Regions from separate parts of the Ovis aries genome. Here region 1 is linked to region 2. Evidence: chromatin contacts called from public Hi-C data. All regions are on one chromosome and are shown on one strand. The core of a region is the stretch at or near the end of the contact, and the rest is flanking DNA. Distances in the headings are between cores, read along the strand shown.

What was found. A called contact is a pair of places that touch in the nucleus more often than the background predicts.
Region 1: a Hi-C map of hypothalamus shows a contact between it and region 2, with 7 times the contacts expected there. The contact joins two enhancer-like sites. A contact is called at or near these places in 2 of 16 Hi-C or Micro-C datasets (hypothalamus and skin fibroblasts).

Annotation. Positions count from the first base shown.
Region 1 is chr3:168,737,887-168,742,963 of ARS-UI_Ramb_v3.0, reverse strand. The region is part of intron 17 of ANKS1B (ankyrin repeat and sterile alpha motif domain containing 1B); the gene reads left to right. Among named protein-coding and RNA genes, the nearest start is that of TRNAC-ACA, 170 kb to the left of the region's middle. Within about 2 kb of position 3,588, at least 6 of the 54 cell types and tissues checked have an H3K27ac peak or open chromatin away from gene starts, as enhancers often do. A contact at or near this core is called in hypothalamus, where this site is marked.
Region 2 is chr3:168,400,314-168,406,198 of ARS-UI_Ramb_v3.0, reverse strand. APAF1 (apoptotic peptidase activating factor 1) reads right to left here. Exons shown (of 25, transcript XM_060413091.1): 15 at 2,007-2,168. Among named protein-coding and RNA genes, the nearest start is that of APAF1, 46 kb to the right of the region's middle. Within about 2 kb of position 2,523, at least 7 of the 54 cell types and tissues checked have an H3K27ac peak or open chromatin away from gene starts, as enhancers often do. A contact at or near this core is called in hypothalamus, where this site is marked.

The DNA of each region.
Region 1 (5,077 bases), core at 2,339-4,838, 340 kb before region 2:
TGTGTGTGTGTGTGTGTGTGTGTGTGTGTGTGTGTGTGTGTCTGTGTCTGTGTCTGTGTGTGTGTCTGTCTGTGTGTGTGTGTGTCTGTGTGTGTCTGTGTATGTGTGTGTGTATGTGTATCCCATCTGTATCAAGGTTTTATTTTATGTCTCATCCTTATAGATCCCAAGGGCAACTACACATCCCTAAACAGAAATGCAAGTCCTTTCACTATTCAAAGGGGATTTTGCTTTCTGTTTGCTTATGGCACTTAAACATGCACACAGAATTCAAGCCAAAGTAACTCAGAGGGAGAAGAAGAGATGCAGAAACAGAACAGGGGAGTGAAAAAAAAAAAGCTAGATTTGAGGCATTCGTGGCAAGCCATGATGCAAAGAATGTTCAGAAACGTGGTGCTGAGTTAATCCTTCATGCGGAGGCACCCACGCTGTAATCCCATGACTAAACCTTTTATACGTTTCAAATTTTCATTGCATTCTGCACGTGTTTTTAGGGAGGATTAGAAATGCACCGAGCCTCCTCAAAGCAGGCTTGCGTGAATGCCAAAGTGAGGGAGCAGCTGGTGTAGGGTGATCCCGGCATGACACCTGACGGTCACACTGCGCCAGGGCAGTGAAAGCGATGCTCTTACAACGGGCTGCAGCCCCAGCACTGGGGCCTGGATGGAGCTGCTCATGTCCATGCTCTAGCATTTGTTTCTCATTTGATGAGCATCTGACTCCTGGTGGGAAACTTCAGAGATAGGCACCTGTTAGGAGGCATCCTCTCCTAACTTCTCTCCTGTCGGTTCTCCTTTTCATTTTCTCGCTTGTTACAGCAAGGGTATTTTTTATGACAACAGAATATTTTACTCTGTGGGAAATCTGTTCCTTCTGCTTCTGCCCCCACCGGATGTTCTTCTCTGCTTCTTGCGAGGGCACAGGCAATTATAGAGCAATACATCTTCACCCACATACTTTCAGGCAAATATTGTAAAAGGGGTGCAGATGGCACTGGAGAAAAACCTTCTGTCGCTTCTATCTCTTCAGTTTAAAGGAAGAGATCGCAATTTCTTTTTCAGTAAACACCCTAACAGTTCATTCATTTATTCAGTGAGCCAACAAATGTTTATTCAGTGTCTGCTTGATGCTGTGTGCGTGGGCCATACATCTGATAATTAGCACCAACACACCAACCATCCTCCATGGGAGGTTTTTTCATATGCCCACACAGCACCCACCTGGCTGCCCTTTGGCTGTCTCTCATTTGCCCCTTCCTTCTCATTTCTCCCCATTTTCTTGTTTCTCTCAAGCAGAAAACTAGAATCATCTTATTGCTACTTAAGTTCAAGCCATACCCTTTGGATCTGATCTACTCCATTCATTCACTCATTCAACCAAGGTTTACTGAGTGTTCATCATCAAAACAGTAATAAAAACAACAATTTACCCTTATGTAATCCTTTGTGTTCTTTATATATATATTATCTCATTTGATCTTTGCAATAATCCTATAACGAAGATATTGCTGTAATGCCCATTTTCAAATGAGGATACTGAAGTGGAATAAAGAAATGTGCCATGCTTTTGTATAAAAGTAACAGAAAGCCCAACGTACAGTGACTGAAACAAAGAGACATTTATTTCTCTCCTAGAACAATAAGCTGGGAAGCCATTTGACCCTAGTGTTGGTTCTCTGGCGCAGCAACGTCAGGGCTTGAACTTCCGAGAACCGCCTGACCTTTTTCCTCACGTACGCACAATGGCTGCCCTGTATTGGAGCATCGGGTCCACATTTGTGTAAAGAAAATGAGAGAAAGGGTAGCGCTGTCTGCTTCTGTCCCTCCAGCAGGGAGTCATAGGCTTTCCAGGATCCCTCACTGCTTTTCTGCTCACCTCTCATTGGCCAAGCCTGTGTCATGTGGCCACCTCTAGCAGCAGGAGAGAATGCAGAAGTAAAATCCAAGTAGTTTTTTGTTTGTTTGTTTTTCTTTTTGTTTCCAAGCCTCTGTGATGGAAGGCAGCAGGGCAAATGGGACCTTGGAATGTCTGATAGGTGGCCAGTGGGCAGCGTGTATGCCACGGGGAGCACCTGCTTGAAGCAGCGCTGGACGGAGGAGTCCTGTGCTCCAGGGCATGCAGCCCTCACCATCATGCTCTACTGCACATTGGGGGGCTGGTTAGTCCACCCTCATGGAGCCAGGACACAAAGAAGCACACAAGTAAGTTTAAAACTGCACATCCCTATATGTGCTAAGAGATAGAAGAGTGGGCTTCTCAAAAAACTAAAAACACCTAACACTCTCTCATTATTGTCTGCACCGACCCTGAGAAGTCCAGCAGGCTCTCTTGGGAGGTGATGCTCTTTACAGAGAAGTCCTGCGCCTTGACTTCTCTGAGGTCCTTCCCTTCCCTTTCTCTGCACTCCATCTTATCTCTTGTTGTTGCTTTGTTATTATTCATGCGCATGTTTTTCTGCCAAAGTTTTGGCTTCATCTTTTATTCTCCCCTCTGTTCTTCTTTTCCTCTTCTACTCACATGTTTCTTAGCATTTTACTGGATACTCCAACAAGAAGAGGACCTGGGCTTTATTCTTGTGAACTGAAATTGTTCTTGTTTTAGCTTCTAAGGAATTTGGAAGAGATGATCACTCTTGTAAAAATCACAGTTTGAAATTTCAGTCATCACAGAGTGTCCAGCTAACCTCCCTTCATACTGTAAGAAGAGAATTAGATGGCGGTTATTAGTAGACTGCAGTTTCAGCTACGGCAAATTTCTTCTGATGGCACCCAGCCCCAGCCGTGCAGCCTTGGGAGAGGCCATCATGTCCACGTGCCCTTCACACATGGTACCTGACTGAAAAGTATAAACCTCGTGGCAAAGAGCCCACCCACATGTTCAAATAGCATCAACTTTCCCATTTTCCTTAGATCCTGGTGTTCTTTTGATACATTAAAAAAAAATCATGATATACAATTAACCTTTGACTCAACATCAGAATTTACTAAAATTTGGCCTTGTGTAATCTTATTTCTCTGAACCATCATCCCAGATTCCAATATGAAACATCTGTCGCCGCCTCGGAGAGCCAGAGCCCCAGCTGGCTCGGTCATGGGATACAGAATGGGCAGACACACTGTAACCATATGAACTGCTTTGCTCCAGAAACGAAATTGAGTATAAATCCCAGTTTGCGTACCCACAGATGTATATAAAGGTCAGGCTGCTGGTGTAACCCCTTGGCTTGTGCTTGGCAGAGTTCCATGCTCTTGTTCAGTGAAAGGATGAGTGTGCCGTGAACGCAGATGGGGTTGCACAGTTTACCCCGTTTGCCAGCTTTCAGGGAAAATGCAAAGCTCCAGGTGCGCTGTGTATCCCAGGAGCCAAATGGGACGGGCTGTGCTCCTAAGTGCAGTGCTGTGCTGGCTGCTGAGGTTCTGGTGGGCAAGGGACTTCAAGTACTCGGGGACAGTTTTGTCTAATGAAGATTAACAGTTACTATTTCGGTTATAAGCCACAAAGAGATCATAACTGCTGATTTCACTTGAGGGCTTATCTCAGCAAGTACAGTTTAGCGGTACTGAAGCATACAGGTAGTGCAGTAAATGGAAACTCCACTAGATGGTGGTGGTGTTCTGCTAACCAGAAGCAAGCCTCGCCGAGGCCTTGACTCCACCACTTTTCTATTCCAAAGGTAAAGCAAAATAGGATCGTGAAAATACTTTGTTGTTGCTCCTTTGTATTCATTCTAGATTATATGCAAATAGATTATTATTTGTAGCGGTTGATCAAAGACTAAGCTTCTCTAGAGGGTTGAGGATTCTTTCTCTTTTTTTACATAGACACATGGATTTTAATCTTTTATACATTTATATTTCATAGGTTTTACATGTAATATCTCTTTTAGCATATTGTAATCTTTTAACCTTATTTTTATGTGTACTAGAACTTACTCGCTTAATACCGGTGCTCTCAGGACATACATGCTACCGTTTTCTCACCGCTCCTGGAGCAATCTCTCATACAAGGGCCCAGGCTTCCAGGATGGAATGCGGATTGTCCTATGAGCAGCTTCCCTTCAAACTCAAAGTGATACAATTTGCAGTGATTGTTTTCACTTTTGTCACCCCACTCCAGCACTCTTGCCTGGAAAATCCCATGAACAGAGGAGCCTGGTGGGCCGCAGTCCATGGGGTCGCTAAGAGTTGGACACGACTGAGCGACTTCACTTTCACTTTTCACTTTCATGCACTGGAGAAGGAAATGGCAACCCACTCCAGTGTTCTTACCTGGAGAATCCCAGGAACGGGGGAGCCTGGCGGGCTGCCGTCTATGGGGTCGCACAGAGTCGGACATGACTGAAGCAACTTAGCAGCAGCAGCAGCAGCAACCTTACTTAAATACAATCCAGGTTCACAAGTTCCTCTTAGAGGTCTTATTAGAAAATCTTGCCTTATGTTTCAGAAAATAATAATAAGTAAAACTAACTTTAAAAATATACATGTCGATCTGGTTCCAAAAATCATCTCAAATTCTTTTTCTTTTAATGAAAATGTAGCTAACTTGTATCAAATTCACAATCCTCTGTGAAATTTCCCTTTAACTCCTCCAGTTCTACTGTCTTTCTACTTCACAATTAAAGGAGATCTCAGATGTCTCCCCCCAAAGCAGCCTGGGTAAATTCCCACGGTGCAGACTCCAGGCAGAATTCCCAGAAGGGCAGATGACAGCTGTTCCTTCCCCATCACACTGGAAAAGTGGCACAAGGACAGGTTGCTCATAGAACACCAGACAAATATCCATCCGCCCTTGAGAGGGTTCCAAACCCAAAGGCATTGCGTGAACATCGTCAGAAAAATTGCTATTTCATTTTAAGAGAAAAGAAACGTGGCCTAATCTAAAACAAATGCAAATTCCAAAGGACTTTGAAATGAACCATTGCAACAAAAGAAATTTGGGAAATGTCAATCATAATTATATTAATACATTGAAAAGAAATAATTAAAAGGTTGAACAAGAGTATATCAATAGTTTTCTGAGATGGTAGGAATAGTAAACATCAAGTTTTTTCTAAGTGTTTGTTGGTTGCTTACTATAG
Region 2 (5,885 bases), core at 1,274-3,773:
ATATAAGAGTATTATTTAGTCATAAAAAGAAATGAAGTTCTAACACATGCTACATGGCAACCCACTCCAGCATTCTTGCCTGGAGAATCCCAGGGATGGGGGAGCCTGGTGGGCTGCCGTCTATGGGGTCGCACAGAGTCAGGCATGACTGAAGCGACTTAGCAACAGCAGCAGCACAACATGAATGAACCCTGATATGTTACGCTAAATGAAATGAGCCAGACACAAAAAGACGTATATGACTCCACTTATATGAAATATCTAGAAAAGGTAAATTCATAGTTTAGAGGTTACCAGGGGCTGAAGAGGGAGTTACTACTTATTGGTTACAGTGTTTCTGTTTGATGAAAAAAGTTTTGGAAAAATGGTGATAGATGCATATGCAACATTGTGAATATAATGAATGCCACTGAATTGTGTATTTTAAAATAGCTAAAATGGCAAATTTTACAAATCTTCACATCTTGCAAATGCAGGGTTCCTTTCTGCGTTTATAGACTTTAACAAACTTAAGACAAAGGATATATTTCTCTTTGGTTTCCTGCTAAAGGGGAAAAAACCTATAAGCAACCAAGATCCAAGGGTCATAACTACTAGATCAATAATAGTAATATAAATAGTCCCTCCGTTAGTTTTTATACAACTATATGTATGCTTCAATTGTGTTCATTAAAACTGGAATCTCTTCGGTGGGAGAAATAGGGAAAGGCTGACAAAAGGATACAAACTTTTAGTTACAAGATGAGAAGGTCTGTGGAGCTAATGTATAACATGGTGACTATCGGTGATATTGCACTGTAAAAGAGAGTAAAATGTTAACATCTTAAAGGAAGGGAGGGAGGAAGAAAAGCAGACAAATATGTAAGGTGACAATATGTTAATTAGCTCAACAAGAGTAATCCCTTCACGATGTATGTTGTTATTTAGTCGCTAAGTAACACCCAACTCTTTCGCAACCCCAAGGACTGTAGCCTACCAGGTTCCTCTTATCTATGGGATTTTCCAGGCAAGAATACTAGAGCGGGTTGCCATTTCTTTCTCCAGGATATCTTCCCAACCCAGGAATTGAACCTAGGTCTCCTGGGTCTGCTGCACTGGCAGGCAGATTCTTCAGCACAGAGCCACCAGGGAAGCCCTCACAATGTATCAAATCATCATGTTATATACACTTTAAATATTTTACAATTTTGTCAATCATTCCTCAATAAAGCTGAAAATGAAATAAAACTGTAATCGAATATTGCTCATTAAGTTTTTAAAATTACCATCAGAATATAATGACATTGGGCCCTAATCAGAAGACCTAGGTCTCTAAATCACAGTGTAACTTTCGACACATTACTACCAGAGGGCTACTGCAATGTGCTGTGTCAAGAGAAATTCTATATAAGAGCACTCTGAATACTACATATGTAAACTGTTACAAGAACTGAAAAAAGAAGGCATTTCCTAGGCATTTACCTTCTTTTGCATATCTTCCTCATTTACTTCACAGAAATATCACAAACTTCAGTTGTCGATAAGTATTTCTATCAGTCACCAAATCACAATATTTTAAGGCTAAGAAAGTACTCTGAAAGTCACCTAAACCAATGTACTGGTAAATTGGGGGGGGAAGTGGGCTGAGTGATGCAGCCAGCATTCCATCTATGTTTTAGATCAATTTGAGATACACTGGTTGTAAACAACAGAAATTGTTTCTTTATTGTAGGACTTCTAGAGGCCATAGATATTATATATTAGTATACACTAAAGGGGGGAAAGTACCTCTAATAGGGAAAGTAATACGTAACATTTCCAAACCTGTTTGACCATGGAGACCTTTTCTCACAAGGCCTATGGACACTCCCTGAAGCATAGTTCTAAGAATTGCAGGAGGTTAGAGCATCTGCCCCAAAAACATTCAGCTATACTTTATGTCAATAAACAGTGTAAAATGCAACAATCAATAGGTGTTTCAACTTTAAGTTAGACTAAATCTGGCTTTTTAAAATACCAGTACTTACAAAGACTTTATTTTTCGCGGCCACCATTATCTTAGCACCATCAGCAGACCACGAACAGCATTTCACTATCACTTCCAGATCCTCCTGAGGCTCCTCTGAATTCAGGAAGAACTGCTTCACATTAATGCTTTTCCTCTCATTTGCGGATTTCACATCCCAAAGCTTCAAATTTCAAAAATAAAAAAAATGTTTTAAGTTTGTTTTGATCTCAAGTCACACCTCTAGAATCCCACCTGGATTAAATGTCACACAAAATATTCAAGTTCACTTAATGAATTATTTTTCATTATGTATAACTTTTTATAAGGCTTTTAAATTAAGTATTCCAGCTTCATTCATCACCTTCCTAAAAAGAAAAAAAAATTAAAAGCACTCCAAAAAAGAATGTAAAACTATATAAAATGTTAAAAGAGCCTTGCATGGTGTGGAGGAGGCCACAGATTAGGCGCTGACAGCAGGACGGGCGCAGAAGAAGGAAGGAAGGTGTGGCTCACGACTTGCCACTGCTGCCCTCTGCTGTGCCAGCCATGAGGCGCGCCTCACAGTCTACCGTATGCACAGCATGCGCGCGACACACAGGACCCAGTTCCAGCTGAGCTACAATCTAGCAGAGCATCCAGAGATATAAGGAAGTCCCTGAAAACACAAAACAAAGCTATGCTGAAAGGAAGCAGTCTTGCGCACTTGGTGGGGCTAAAGGGGTCTCTAAAATAACCGGATTCTGGGGAGTGGGAGACAAAAGACCAAACCTCACTTACTAGCAAAGCCACCTGAGCAGCCCGAAAAACAAAGGGCTTCAAAAAGATCTTGGACTTTCCTGGTGGTCCAGTGGTTAACAATCCACCTTCCAATGCAAGGGACATGGGTTTGATCCCTGGTCTGCAAAGTTCCACATGCTGTGGAGCAACTAAGCCTGTGCACAAATATTGAGCCTGTGCTCTAGAGCCCACAAGTCACCACTACTGAAGCCCAAGTGCCCTAGAGCCTGTGCTCCAGCAACAATAGAAGCCACTTCAATGAGAAGCCGACACACATCAAAGAGGAGCCCCCCACTCTCCGTAACTAGAGAAGGCCTTCGGACTGCAACAAAGACCCGACGCAGCCAAAAAATTACTTTTAACTACTTTTTAACCCATCTTCACTCCCCTTGGCCTGTGCAGTGTCCCAGTTTCGTCGAATGATAATGGCTGCCATACACAGACCTAGAGTTGGTCGAGGACAAGGATTTAAAACAAAACAAACAAACAAAAAAGCTGTTCCCCGGGCTTCAACTCAGCTTCCAAAGCACAGCTCCGAGAGTAAAACCAGATTTGACTGACCAGACACAAGCTTCCCCAATGACTCAGTGGGTATAGAATCTGCTTGCACTGCCAAAGACAGAGTAGATACAAGTTTGATCCCTGGATCAGGAAAATCCCCTGGAAAAGGAAATGGCAACCTACTCCAGTATGCTTGCCTGGGAAATCCCACAAGACAGAGGAGCCTGGTGGGCTCCAGTCCATGGGGTCGTAAAGAGTCAGACACAACCAAGTGACTAAGCACACACGTTTAAATCTCTCAAGTTTAAAGATTATATACACTAGAAATACAGCCAAACCCAAAACCGTTCCCCATGCAATAACTTCAGATAAACTGGATGAACCCAAAGAGACTTCTGAAGTATTGTTAGCCCTTCTTGACACTCAAGAGAGAAAATCTAAACTCCAGTGCCAGAAGCTTCAGTCACATCAGCCAGATTATATGAGAAATCACACAGTTTCTCTCTTAACACGAAAAACAAAAGCAATCACTGCCTTGATTTAAGGAAGAAAAAGAAAACTAATACAACCCGATTTCACTACATCTTTTACATGTGGGCCTGACTTTAGCTCCTATCCAAGGAGTGATGAAATTCCACGTCGAGGGACCAAATAAACACCTGAATTTCATTCTGAGCTAGTCATTGCCCTGTATCCAGGGCCCACATGCACCCTGGCCCTCGAGTGGTTTAAACGGCAATTTTTAAATAAAACTCACATTTTGAAACAGTTTATCATCGGGGCCTGAAAAACACATGTTTATCAACATGATACACTATAAAACACTTAGATGATTACAGAGCCATTTGGAGCAAGAAATAATTTTACAGTTCTCCATCGTTTTGGAAAATAAAAGCTTTACAAGACATTGACCTTGAAATGTTGTTATCCAGCATCATTTTGCAGGATGTCTGCTTACTGCACGTCACTGTATCAGTGCAAACCAGCCAACGACACTGGCTTAATAGCTCTGTGGGAAAGCTGCCACAAACACAGCAGTTCTCACCCAGGGTGCAGTAATGTCTGTCCCCCTGCTGCTAGCGCTCTGTGCTCCACAATCACATTTGATACTCACCAATGAAATCAGAATCCTGTCCCTGAAGACTTTTAAAATGTTTTTCTTTTGAGTTTCGAGAAGTCTTAATTCAATCTGAAGGGACACGGTAAAGGTTTATCATCTTGCTCACGTGATGTGAGTCACTTTGAGATTATATAAATGAATCGGATACAGACACTACTCTCAAGGAGTTTAGAGGCAGTAAAGGAGGTAAGACAAGCACATATATGACTAACAGGACTTTCCTGGCAGTCCAGTGGTTTAAGACTTCGCCTTCAAATACAGGGGGTAGGGATACAATCCCTGGTTGGGGAGCTAAGACCTACCTGCCCTGGGGCCAAAAAACCAAAACATGAAACAGAAGCAATATTGTAACAAATTCAATGATGACTTTTAAAAAACATGCTCCCCTTTAAAAAAAATAAAACCACAAGATATGTCAGATGAGTCATTCGAAAGGGAAACACACAACACAGTGGAAATGCTTTACCAAACCTGTCGGCTTGGGGAAACACTTTTTACCTCCTCACTCTCCTGCCTGAAGATCAGCCTCTGTACACCAACTTAAAAAATAGAAAGAAAGTGAAGTCGCTCAGTAGTGTCTGACTCTTTGCGACCCCATGGACTGCAGCCTACCAAGCTCCTCCTTCCACGGGATTTTCCAGACAAGAATACTGGAGTGGGTTGCCATTGCCTTCTCCAGGAGATCTTTCCAACCCAGGGATTGAACCCAGGTCTCCCGCACTGTAGTCAGACTCTTTACCGTCTGAGCCACCAGGGACTATACCAACTTAAGATGGACACAATTTCCATACCAAAATGATACCCAGGAGTTTAGGCTAAGGGGTCAGCATAAATGAAGGTACAAAATAGGGAAGCAGAGATAAGGCAAAGGGAGGACAGGGCAGTATAGGAGTAGCAGCAAGGGTCTACATGCTCCCGCACAGAACCCTGCCTGCTCTGAGCCCCCTGACACATACTTTCATCATCTTCATGGTTTGTCTATGACTTGGTTTTCTCCTCACTAGACCCTGAACAACTTCAGGCCAGGAAATATAGTTTTTCTCTAGTGTCTAAAAACCAAACATCTAGTACATAATCTTCCACATAGTAAGTACTTAATAAATAATCAATAAATACATTTTAAGAGAAAAGACAGATTATTCCCATGTTTCAAGCACAGGTGAGAAGAGACAATAGCGTTAGTGAAACAAAACAGGGTTCTGCCGATAGAATACATATATTCGCCTCCATACTCTCCCCAAACCCACATGAAACAGGAGTAAAGAGACTTTTTCTCTCTAGGCATATTTTGAGTACTCTCTTATAAAATTAATCATCATTTAAAAACAAAAAAAGAATGGGTACACTTAAAAATATGATAGCAGAAATTTAAAACAAAATAGGAGACGAAAATAAAGCTAAATAAATTTTCCAAGAAGCAGGACGAATGGATGAGGGGAGAAAAATAAGAAAACATCCCCAACAGACATTCTAGAAAAAGAAACTAGATGAGAATAAATC